Linked DNA regions of Sus scrofa: all the other regions are linked to region 3. A link is a contact called in public Hi-C and promoter capture Hi-C data. All regions are on one chromosome and are shown on one strand. The core of a region is the stretch at or near the end of the contact, and the rest is flanking DNA. Distances in the headings are between cores, read along the strand shown.

Region 1 (3,723 bases), core at 568-3,067, 210 kb before region 3:
AGGCTCACAGAATTTTGGAATCTTCTGCCCTTAGAGTTTAGATAATCCAATCTTCATTTTATTTAAAAAAAAGAGGCAATTAGGCCCAAAGCACTATTTTCCAAAGCGCAAAGCAAGAAAAAGAAATTTTAGTTGTTATTTAAGCAATACGTACGTGCTTAGTAGTTAACATATTTATTACTTTGGAAATCTTTTATGATGGTGGTATGGTTCATACCAAGGGAAGTAACAACAGCTGTCCCATCAGCAACAGGGTCTGTTTTTAGGTTTGTTTGTTTGCTTTCTTTTTGGTTCAAGGGTGGGTTCTGAATGATAAAAAGATGTGACCTTCAGTTCAGTGAGCTTGTTACTAAAGCTAATTTAGAGTAAAAGAAACAAATACTAAGAAGCATTCAGAAATTCTGTTTATAGGAAAGAGTGTGTAATATTGTTAAAAACATAATGACACAATAAGCCATTCCTATTCTGGAACTAAGATAATAGCAATTCTCTAGGGCATATTTACATGTCACAAGCACCTAGAAAAAGATCCCTAGCAACACTGATATCTAAGTTGTGGGTTAAGTTACATGATCATTTAATTTACTTTCACATGGCCTGTCAAAGGAGCATGGTCATATAGGAAGAGGGTTTTCTCCTAATATTTGTTAATATTTATATGAAAGTGTTTTTTTCTCATTACCTCTTTCCAAAGGAATGAAAGGCAGGTGATTAGTGGATGCCTTAGGAATCAAATTTGCTGGTGGAAGAAATAATATTTTAAAATTTTACTATGAAATATTTTAAGTTTAAATGTCAAAGTATTCTTGCTAAAGATGTCTCATGAATTTCAAGCGTGGTATCTTTCAGGCTAACCAAGAAAGTGGAAGAACCATTTCCATCTGGCCAAACCTGCAGGATTTCACCAGAACATCTGCAAACCAGTTTTAAGGTCCCAGGGCAGATGGAATAATATCACTCTCAATTCTTGAAATACCTTCTACTAAGAAGCTACATTATTTTCAGGAAGCTAAGGCAACACTGTCATAAGCTGCCAGTATCCATAATCGCCTCCAGCCCTCCCCAAAGGAGAGGGCAAGTAGCAAAAGGCAAAATTTATATTCTCTTCTCATCTTCTTTTCCCAATTTTGACGACTTTCGTTGCCTCTGACCCCCATCTGCCTTGTCTAGCATTGTGGTGACTAATGATGAAAAAAAGTTCCAGGTGAAACAGCACTTTCCAGGACTTCCCCACCACCACCACCATTTACTCCGTGGAATTTTACTTTTAATAACTCTTTCCTTCGTTTGTCTTCAGTGAAGCCGCGAGCCAAGTACAGACTTTCCTAGAGAGCATGGACTCTCCAATGCCATGAATCTCAGAAACCTTTTTCATACAGGTAGTTGAAAATTAATCTGATCACTGTGGCCACCATAAAGTCTATTAATCCCGACAACTGCGAGGGTGAGAAGTCAGGGAGTGGGAGTTTACCTCTGCTAGGTTTCAAGGAAAGTCCGGAGAACCAACATCCCTCCACCCTTCCTCCTCTGACCCCTAGAGAGTCTCCAGGAGCCTCGCGTCTTCGAGCCCGGCCGGACCGGCTCAGTTCGGGCCAGAGCGCCCCCTCCTCCCCTCAAGCCCGACCCCACCAGTTTTTCAACTGTCACGATATACACTTTCTCCTTGGGATTATGAACCCAATCTTCACGGCAGCCAGCTCCCTCAATCCCACTCCTGGAGACTCACCAAGCAGTTCCGGCCACTCCTCTCCGGCCGCAGCAGATCGGACACCCGCAGGCCGGACTCTCCAACTGCTCTCTTCTTGCGCCTGCGCGCGCCGAACCTGCGCGCCTGCGCGCTCCTCCGGCGCGGCGGGCGCGGACACACCCCTGCAGCTGGAGCCAATCACCCTGGTGTGGGGGCGGGGGGGCGGTTTAAATCTCCCTGCCACGCAGGCGAAGAGTCTGGGGACTCACCGGTTAACCCGACAATTCGGGTCCCGCCCAAGATGGAAAGTGTTTATGCAATAAACATTTACCGAGGGCAAACCGTGTACCAGGCAATGTACGAGATGAATGTTGAGGAAGAGAAAACGAATAGAATGCCTCCCCGACCTTTGCCTAGACTGGGACATAGATATGTAAACAAATTGTAGTGGACAGAATATAGTGCTTGGAATATGAAAAATCCGAGGCGCCGTTGGGGCACAGTGAACAAAGCGCTTTATTCTTAGGGTATCTGGAAGAGTTCCCGGAGGAAGTGACTTTTGAATCGTGAAGGCTAAGTAGGAGTTCCCCCGGAAATTTGGAATGGAAGGAGATAGGAGTTTCCAGACTGTGAGAACAGAGTGTGCCAAGAACAACATAACACCTTCTGGAAATTCCTTGCAGTTCATCCTACTTGAGAGGCTTAAAGCGCGCCGCCTTCCGGTGAAGGGGAGAAAGGGTTTTTAAAAGTTGGCAATGATGTAGTTTCTGCTGTGACTCAGTGGGTTAAGGACTTAACAGTTGTCTCTGTGAGGATGCAGTTTCAATCTTTGGCCTGGCTCAGTGGGTTAAGGATCCTCCCATCTTGCTGCAGCTTCACAGATGCCCCAGGAATCTGGAGCTGCAGGCTGCAGCTTCAGCTCCTATTCAACCCCTGGCTTGGGAATTTTCATATGCCACAGATGCAGCTGTTAAAAAAAAAAGTTGGCAATGATACTACTACATGTGAAATAGATAACTAATAAGGACCTACTGTATAACACAGGGAATGATACCCAACATTTTGTAATATATATATCTGAATCACTGTGCTGTACTCATGAAACTAACATAACATTGTAAATCAATCATACTACAATTTTTTAAAAAAGTTAGATCTTAGAAGATCTTGCATTTTTTCACTTTACCATGATCACTGAGAATATCAAAAGATCTTAAGCAGGAGTTCCCAACGTGGCTCAGTGGTTAAAGAATCCGACTAGGAACCATGAGGTTGCAGGTTCGATCCCTGGCCTTCCTCAGTGGGTTAAGGATCTGGCATTGCAGTGAGCTATGGTGTAGGTTGCAGACGTGGCTCGGATCCCAAGTTGCTGTGGCTCTGGCGTAGGCCGGCGGCTATAGCTCCAATTGGACCCCTAGCCTGGGAACCTCCATATGCCAAAGGAGCAGCCCTAGAAAAGGCAAAAAGAGGGAAAAAAAAAAAAAGATTTTAAGCAGATCTGGAAATGCTTCCAGGCATCACTAAGAATAAAGCACAGTGCTGGAAATAAAAAACCTTTCACAGGAGTTTGTGTACTCCTAAAAGTTCAAGGAAGATGAAGCCTGGGAAATATCCTTCCAATTTAGTAACACAGAAGTCATTGGTGATCTTAGCGAAAACCATGTGATAGAATGATGAGGTTGAAAGATAGACTGCGGAGTTCCTGTTGTGGTGCAGTGGAAATGAATCAGACAAGTAACCGGGAGGTTATGGGTTCGATCCCTGGCCTTGCTCAGTGGGTTAAGGATCTGGCCATGAGCTGTGGTGTAGGTCGCAGACGTGGCTCGGATTCTGCATTGCTGTGGCTGTGGCGTAGGCCAGCAGCTGTAGCTCCCATCTGACCTCTATCCTGGAAACCTCCATATGCAATAGTTCAGAGAGAGGGGAGATGCAGAAATGGGGTCAAGTTGTAGAATGCCTTTGGAAAGTTTGGTCTTGAGGGGAGGAGCGAAAGAGGATGACAAGGAGTCAAAGTTTTTTGTTTCCGTTGTTTTGTT
Region 2 (3,877 bases), core at 657-3,156, 170 kb before region 3:
TAATATTTTAAAAAGTGAGCATTGCCTTCTGATTATGTCCTTTTTTTTTTTTTAGGGCTGCACTTGCAGCATATGGAAGTTCCTTGGCTAGGGATTGAATTGGAGCTATAGCTGGCGGCCTATGCTGGAGCCACAGCAACACCAGATCCAAGCTGTGTCTGTGACCTACACTGCAGATTGTGGCAGTGCTGGATCCTTAACCCACTGAGTGAAGCCAGGGATTGAACCTGCATCCTCAAGGATACTAGTTGGGGTCTTAACTTGCTGGGCCACATTGGAAACTCCTTTTTGCATTTTAGAAGTAAGGGTAAAATCAGGGATTTTATTTAGGAATACCTTTTAGAATGATGTCCCTTGTACTGCAGTATAATACAGTTTAGCATTCTGAAATTTTTTAGGTAGAAAAGTGGATTAAGACATTTTTATTAAAGAATTTAAAGCCAAAAAGATTTTCTAACCAGAAAATCCAGTTGATTTGAGTCATTGTTATAGTGTAAATTATGTTTTCTAAGTTTGTTACAGTCTTTGGATTCTTCTGATTGCTGCCCTTTGGGGATAGATTTATATTTATATATACATTTTCTACTTTATTTTGTGTTGCTGTGAGAAAAAGCTTGCTTTCTGTTGCAAGTTAACGTTCACTTTGAATGAACTACTGTAATTCTAATTGCTTGAGAGGAGTGTGTATATCCCTGGTAAACTGCAGAAAATTGAGAATTCTTTTTCACGTGTGTAAATGTAGTAAGTAGAGTGGAAAACTCTCGGTGAAATTAGTTTAAGTTCCTGGAGGATTAGATGGAATTAGAATATTGATATTTGGGGTAATTGGCTAATGACGTTTTCAGGAAATCTGGCCAGAACTCATTAAAATGAATCTTAATGTCAAAGATATATTACATCCAGAACATTTATAGTTACAAAGTAAAAAAGGTGGAAACTTATTAATTTTCTCTGTTTCTCTGAAGTGTTTTTCGTGATTATTACAAGTAAAAAAAAAAGTGTTTTTTGTTTTGTTTAACTTACTGGGCGTTATTTGTTTATACTTTGTCACCATTAACCATATGCTCCCCGAAATTTAGTAGCTGATCAGTATGGTTTATTTGTTTATTTTGTTGATGTTTAGATGATCTGTAACAGAAACCATCTTATAGTAAATGAAGTGCTTAATTATGAAAGTCTCTTCTGGTTGGCTGATATGAATTCTGCCCATGTCTGGATGGATATATGTGAGGGGAAGATGGAGCAGCATTGTGTGTCTTTGTATTAGCAAAGACAGCATGTCTGTGTGTGTGTGTGTTATAGAATGGCATAGGAAGTGCAGAAATACCACTAGTATTAACCCCAAACAAATTATAAAATGATAGAGTTAGGCCAGTTTGGATTATTGAGTGGATATTATTGTCCACTCATTACACATGTGGCTATCATGTTCAGATGTGTCAATGACTGCACAGACAGCCGAGCCAATCGGAGATTTTAGGAAGCCAAAAAGGCAGTGAGATTATTCATTTGCTATAGCTCTGGACGTTGATTCAAGACTTTGGCTTCTTAAACTGGCCAAGTATGAGATATACAATTAGGTGTGTAAAGTAAAAGAAGCAAAAGCCTTTTGCCCAGTTATCTTAACTGAGAACTTAGTTTTGCTTCTCTCTTAATGGTATTCTTTTTTTTTTTAATGGTATTCTTTTCTGAAACCTGAGAAAAACCATTTGCCTAGCACAGCTGTTAACTTCCTACAACTGAAATGCTTTCCATTCCCTTTAAAATAAAGCCCTTTTGAAGCAGAATGTAGATCACATGTATCATCCAGACCAAAAAAAGTTTGCTGAGACTACTCCTATCATTTGCCCTAGGGTCCGGAATCTTCACATTCCAGGCAGAGCTCCAGCTGTTCCGATTTAGTTACCGATTTAGTTACTGGGTTGTGATTGGCTACGCCGCCTAATCTTTTCTCCACCCTTAATTTTCACTGGGAGAAAGCTTTTGTGCCAGAGATTAAATGTAAGCGCCTGGCCAGGCGTTCTGAGTGCAGCTGGCACCATGGGTGTGCTCTGGAGCAACTTCTGTTTGCTCTGAGCCCCCTGCCCTGCCTCCCCTTTCACCATGTTTCCTCTGGCAATATTTTAAGTACAGCAATTCAAGAAGATTCCTCCTCCTAAACTACATTATTCTGAAGTGTATTGCCTCTTGATTGCTGGAAAAAATCTTTAATTCATTCCAAAAGTAACTTATGAGCAAACTTATTGAAAGTGATGAAAGGAGCATTGAAACTGATTAGCACTAATTTTTCACTGTGCCAAAGTGTGCAGTGTCTTTCAGAGGAAACTGTAACAGATCTGGTGAGTGTGTCATGCCAGTGGGGAGAATTGAATGTCCCTCATCTCCCTCTTTCCCTAGGGACAGTAGTCATGAGTGCCGAGTGTGCGGGGTCACAGAAGTGGGTCTTTCCGCATATGCAAAGCACATTTCTGGCCAGTTGCACAAAGATAACGTTGATGCCCAGGAAAGAGAAGATGATGGAAAGGGAGAAGAAGAGGAAGAAGATTATTTTGACAAGGAACTCGTTCAGTTAATAAAACAAAGGGATGAACAAAGTCGGTGAGTAATGATTTTGATATTTTATTTTATTTTATTTTTTTGTCTTTTTAGGGCTGCACCCGAGGCATATGGAGGTTCCCAGGCTAGGGGTCTAACCGGAGCTGTTGCTGCCAGCCTACATAACAGCCATAGCAACTCGGGATCCAAGCCATATCTGTGACCTACACCACAGCTCATGGCAATGCCGGATCCTTAACTTGCTGAGCAAGGCCAGGGATGGAACCCGCAACCTCATGGTTCCTCGTCAGATTAATTAACCACTGAGCTATGACAGGAACTCCGATTTTGATATTTTAAAAAGCCTATATGAAACAGAATGTAGTAGAGAATACAATTTACATTTCTACTATTTTCAGCCTATAGCATTCAGACTTATCTTAATTATAAAGTTTATCTTGAATTTGCTGTCTTATTCATAAAAGGATAAGCGGAATACTTTCTTAAACAGTTGTACTAACTGCTTAAAAAAAAAAAAACCCTCAGTATTGACCCTACATAAAAGCTAGCTACAGCTGCTACATATCTGAAGTTTTTTACCATATTGATAACTATGTTTAGAACTGTTTTTATTCCAAATATTTTTGGCACCAATAAATTGTTATTATTTGGTATCCAGATTTTCTAGTGGAAAGGTATTAGCGAAGAAACTTCATTTGAGTATATTATATAGCATTTCTTACTTCATCCCTTAGGAAAAAATTATTTTTTGGATGTGAATTAACATGGTGCTTCTACCAAATTTCACTTATCCCTTTGTTATTATATTTTAAATTAGTGTCAAGATGATCTCAGCAAATATAAGTTTTATAGCTTGTACTATGTAATTTCATATCTATGTAATTCAGGTATTAGCCTTTTGTATTTCACCCTTACTGATTTATGGTCTAAAGTGTTTAATCAGTGAAGCAGAAAATTTTAGGTATGAATAAAAGAGATACATTTATGAGATGGGGTAATTTTTTAAGTCCTAGGACATGATGAAAAACATTTCAAATTCAAAAATTTTTAAAGATCCTTTCTGAATACTAGTTATACCTGGTCTGTATTTCATTTTCAGTTAGAGATTTGAATATAAAAGAGAAGTAATTTTTATTGTGTCTGCTAAAAGTTTTTTGAGCAAGTCCTTGAAAGAGACTTTCTTATTAGTCTTAAAATGTATGTAGCAATTTGATTCTTAAGTTGTTTAGGTGCTTATCCTTCAAGTGACATTCTCACTACTTTCAATATAGCTGTGGTTTACTCTTGTTTTAGAGTGCTGGAACCTCTAGGAGACTAACTT
Region 3 (3,904 bases), core at 77-2,576:
ATTCTTTCCAGCTTTGAAGAATATACTCTGGAATGCTTCAGGAAGAGGTGTATACAGCGGAATTTGGAAAGCAACATGCTTGAAATTCATGTGTTAAGAGTTCTGATAACAATTCTTCCAGTTTTGTTAACTATCTTGAAAATACTTCATGCGGGGCTATTAATATCACCTAATTCTCTGGAGAATTGAAAAGATATAAATTTAATGTACAAATACCAAACGTGCAAACAAGCGCAATCAAAGTCAATAAAATCTTCAAAGCCAGAATGTTGTTTCCAGGTTCTGCCTGCCTCCGTGGGCCCTGGAGTCAGTTCCTGCTGGACTACTGGGATTTTACCTGATTTCCTCTTTGCCAGCTGCTTCCATGGCTTCCCAGTCACTTCACCAGGCTCCCAGCTCTCAGGCAAAGGCCCCAGGCGGTCTCTTAGATTGTCTTTCTAAATAACCACCAGCGCTTTACCACCGTCAAGTTTCTGGGGCTCCAGGTTCTCAAGGAGTGACAAATTGACACCTGCTCCTGGGATTTCCACGCCCAAACTAGTCTTTCTACTAGTTTTTTGGGGGCAAAGTTTTCTTGGTTTTGAGTGGCTGGTCAGGAACTACCTTCATTAGGAACCGAAAAGGTTTCTGCAACAGAGGGGGCGTGAACTCAGACCCAGAGGATGAAAACCCTGAGACTGAGAACCAGGAAGTACCAAGACGGTCTGCGTGACTTGGGCGAAGCTTCTGCAGATCTTTCTCAGTGACGGTCACGCCAAAGATACTGAAAACTGACCCACTCTCTCCCGGTTTTAGCTGTGAGTAGGAAGTGCCGGCCGGGTGGCTGCTCTAAGTTGATGTGCGCCGGCCAACATCTACATCACAGACTTAAGGGCCAGAAGGGGTTTTTTAAAAGGAGTTATCTGTTACACCGTCCAGTTTAGGAATCGCTTATACTCCACCCCGGCTAAATTCCAGTTTTTGCTTAAATACCTCCGGAAACCTAGAACTCAATACTAGACTTTAAGTAGGCAGCCAGACTTACGGCTTTCCTAGACTCCTGGCCCCGGCATTTGACTCGGACTCAGAAGGAATGAGGGACAGGGGCCAACAGGAGGAGGAGAGAGCCAAACGCCCCACGGGGTTCTTGTCTGGTCCCCAAACCCTTAAGGTAGAGGAGTCGAGAGACTCGGCGATGGCTTTTGGCGATGAACCTAGCGCTCCAAGGTGACTAGGTTACAACAAGATGACGCCTGCGCAGTAGGTACAAAGCCTCACACCAGGCCGTGACGTATGCCTGAAGGAGGGGCTGCTGAGTCGCAAAACAAACACGCCCCCTGCGGTTTTGAGGACCCGGATGATCCCGCCCCCAGAGGGGAGCCGGAAGAGGGCGGGACGAACCGGAAGAAGGTGAAATACTTTGGGTAGGCACTCCATGGCTGTGAAGATGGCGTCGGCTGCGTGGCTTCAGGTGTTGCCTGTCATTCTTCTTCTTCTTCTGGGGGCTCCCACGTCCCCACTGTCACATTTCGGTGTAGGACCGGCATCCGTGGCAGCTGCCGACCGATCCAAGTGGCGCATACCGATATCGTTGGTGAGTGTTCACTTAAGGAGAAACTGAGCCTGGAAGAGTAAGGGGGTGGGGCTACGGCGGCCCATGGGGTCCAGGAAGGTTCCGCCAAAGTACGCTTCCAAAGGGGTGGGACTGCCGGGAGCGTTTGTGTCCTTGGTTAACGTGGACTCACCTACCTGGAGTGGAAAGCCGCACACTTCTGTGGGTAGATTAGCAGTAATGCCAGGGTCGTTTCCGAAACGGAGAGTGGTGATGGAGCGGTTCTTTATCAGCAGAGTCAGAGAACTTTCTTTGACTGGAGGCATGTAAACTTGATGTATATGTGGAAAGTGGTTTTTCTTTTCAGCTGAACTTTCGCAGAATCTTATGACTCCGGGTTGAATGAGAGGGATATGTAAATAGACATCTTTTTTTTTCTTCCTCTTCATTTTTTGGCTACTAGATGATTCTACTTGTGAAGCTGTTTGATTTCGTTTGGACTTTGAAATAGTTATTCTAAGCTTTGCCATGTGATTAGGAAGCCTAAGCATTTGAAATGTAGTCTAATTTGAGAGTGGACAAAACGGAAGAAACAGTATTCTAAAATTTATTGTGAGAAGTTAGTTTTTCTTCTGGACAAATTAACTAGATAGGTTGACCCTCGGCCCTTTTAAAACCTCCTTTGAGTAAGAGCTATAGTCCTGTGAGCTGATAAATCACAAGCTGGCAGGAAATGCCAGAAGTCATTAGTCTTATTAAAATCACAGTAGTCTTTTTTGTTCTGCTCTGCTCACTGGTTGTAATGCCCAAATCTTATTTGAGCTTTTGATATGGCAGGAATTATAGCTTTTGTTCAGTTGGTGAAGATCTTCAGGTTCTCGGTTTTAGGTACTGTTACTTGTATAATGGTTGATAGTTGAATTTGGCCATCTGCTCATAGAATAGTTTGTTTGAAGAAATGATTGGTTATTCTAGACAATGATCAGTGAGTAAAAGGAGTGAACCGATTAAAGAGTACCTTCCATGAAGATTTAAGTTATCTGAGGATTTGTAGGAGCCTTCCTTCCAGAGTCCTTGCTTCATGGCCTGTGGAAAAAAAATCATGTCTCCGCACCAAGCTTCAAAATCCTGCAGATTGGATATGGTTGAATTTTACTAAAAGGAAGGATATTTATGCATTTTTTGTATGTGTGTTAAGAAAACTAACTTGAACATTTTATAAATTTAGGTTTTTATACCAGTTGCATGCTGCTTTGGGGATTAAAGTGATTTGATGCTAATTATCCTTTCTCTTCTTTATCTTTGCAGGGGAAAAATTATTTTAGTTTTGGAAAGATCCTCTTCAAAAATACTACTATCTTCCTGAAATGTGAGTTTTTTGCATTTCATGAAGTTTTATTGAGTTTTTGAGTGGTCTTCAAACTTTTAAATTACCTGTTTTCTACCTCTGATGAGCAACATAAGTTCTGAAGTTTAATAGTCCAGCACTGTCTAAGAATAAACATATGTGGTATAACTAAGATCCTTTCACTGAATAATCTTCAGAATACTTAGTTGTGTGAACTTTATTTTCTTCTCTTGTTTTTCTGGTGTTTACAGTATATAGTTAGACAGATTGTGTTGGTTGATTGCCTGCATGGTGTTTTAATCTGTCCTGAGTCAGAGAAAGAACCACTGATTTTGCTTTTGTGTGCATGTTAGATGTTTACTGGACACATGATCTAGGTTTGCAGACCATTGGCTCTGAACAAATATGTTCAGTAAAGCTTTTGTTTGCAGAAGGAGTATTGTACTACTTGGATCTTTGGAAGAGGAAGCTCAAAGATAATAACCAGGAAATAGAGATTATGTAGAACAAAACAAGTCTGTCCAGTGGGAAAACCATGTATCTGAATCCAAAATACCCCATTGTGTATTAAAGGAAAGCTGTATTTTATTTCTGCAACTGGCTTTATTTTATTTTATTTATTTTTATTTATTTATTTATTTTTTTTTTTTGGTCTTTTTGTTGTTGTTGTTGTTGTTGCTATTTCTTGGGCCGCTCCCGCGGCATATGGAGGTTCCCAGGCTAGGGGTCCAATCGGAGCTGTAGTCTCCGGCCTACGCCAGAGCCACAGCAACGCGGGATCTGAGCCGCGTCTGCAACCTACACCACAGCTCACGGCAACGCCGGATCGTTAACCCACTGAGCAAGGGCAGGGACCGAACCCGCAACCTCATGGTTCCTAGTCGGATTCGTTAACCACTGCGCCACGACGGGAACTCCAAGGCTTTATTTTAGAGAATGAATGATGATAGGCAGCTTCATTTCAAGATCGGATCATCCATGTGTGCAGCTATGCATATTTCTTTCCATGAAAGTGCAAAGTTATG

The links. Promoter capture Hi-C pulls out the DNA fragments that hold promoters and counts their contacts. Hi-C and Micro-C count contacts between places; a contact is called where the count stands out from the background.
Region 1: a contact with region 3 is called in a promoter capture Hi-C map of liver, with 2.3 times the contacts expected there. The contact joins the promoter of SNAP23 here to the promoter of TMEM87A in region 3. A contact is called at or near these places in 2 of 5 promoter capture datasets (liver and skeletal muscle), 1 of 47 Hi-C or Micro-C datasets (heart right ventricle) and 1 of 2 datasets of contacts at active chromatin or transcription factors (alveolar macrophages).
Region 2: a contact with region 3 is called in a Hi-C map of skeletal muscle, with 3 times the contacts expected there. The contact joins the enhancer-like site here to the promoter of TMEM87A in region 3. A contact is called at or near these places in 3 of 5 promoter capture datasets (fetal skeletal muscle, liver and skeletal muscle), 6 of 47 Hi-C or Micro-C datasets (embryonic fibroblasts, liver, psoas muscle and 1 more) and 1 of 2 datasets of contacts at active chromatin or transcription factors (skeletal muscle).

What each region holds. Positions count from the first base shown.
Region 1 is chr1:128,887,138-128,890,860 of Sscrofa11.1, forward strand. SNAP23 (synaptosome associated protein 23) reads right to left here and starts at 1,818. Exons shown (of 8, transcript NM_001244719.1): 1 at 1,727-1,818.
Region 2 is chr1:128,924,430-128,928,306 of Sscrofa11.1, forward strand. It overlaps ZNF106 (zinc finger protein 106), which reads left to right. Exons shown (of 21, transcript XM_021097187.1): 3 at 2,398-2,598. Among named protein-coding and RNA genes, the nearest start is that of ZNF106, 32 kb to the left of the region's middle. Within about 2 kb of position 1,907, at least 27 of the 83 cell types and tissues checked have an H3K27ac peak or open chromatin away from gene starts, as enhancers often do. A contact at or near this core is called in embryonic fibroblasts, fetal skeletal muscle, liver and 1 more, where this site is marked.
Region 3 is chr1:129,097,062-129,100,965 of Sscrofa11.1, forward strand. TMEM87A (transmembrane protein 87A) reads left to right here and starts at 1,327. Exons shown (of 20, transcript XM_005659710.3): 1 at 1,327-1,573; 2 at 2,840-2,900. The coding sequence starts at 1,415. GANC (neutral alpha-glucosidase C) reads right to left here and starts at 1,252. Exons shown (of 25, transcript XR_002345333.1): 1 at 338-1,252.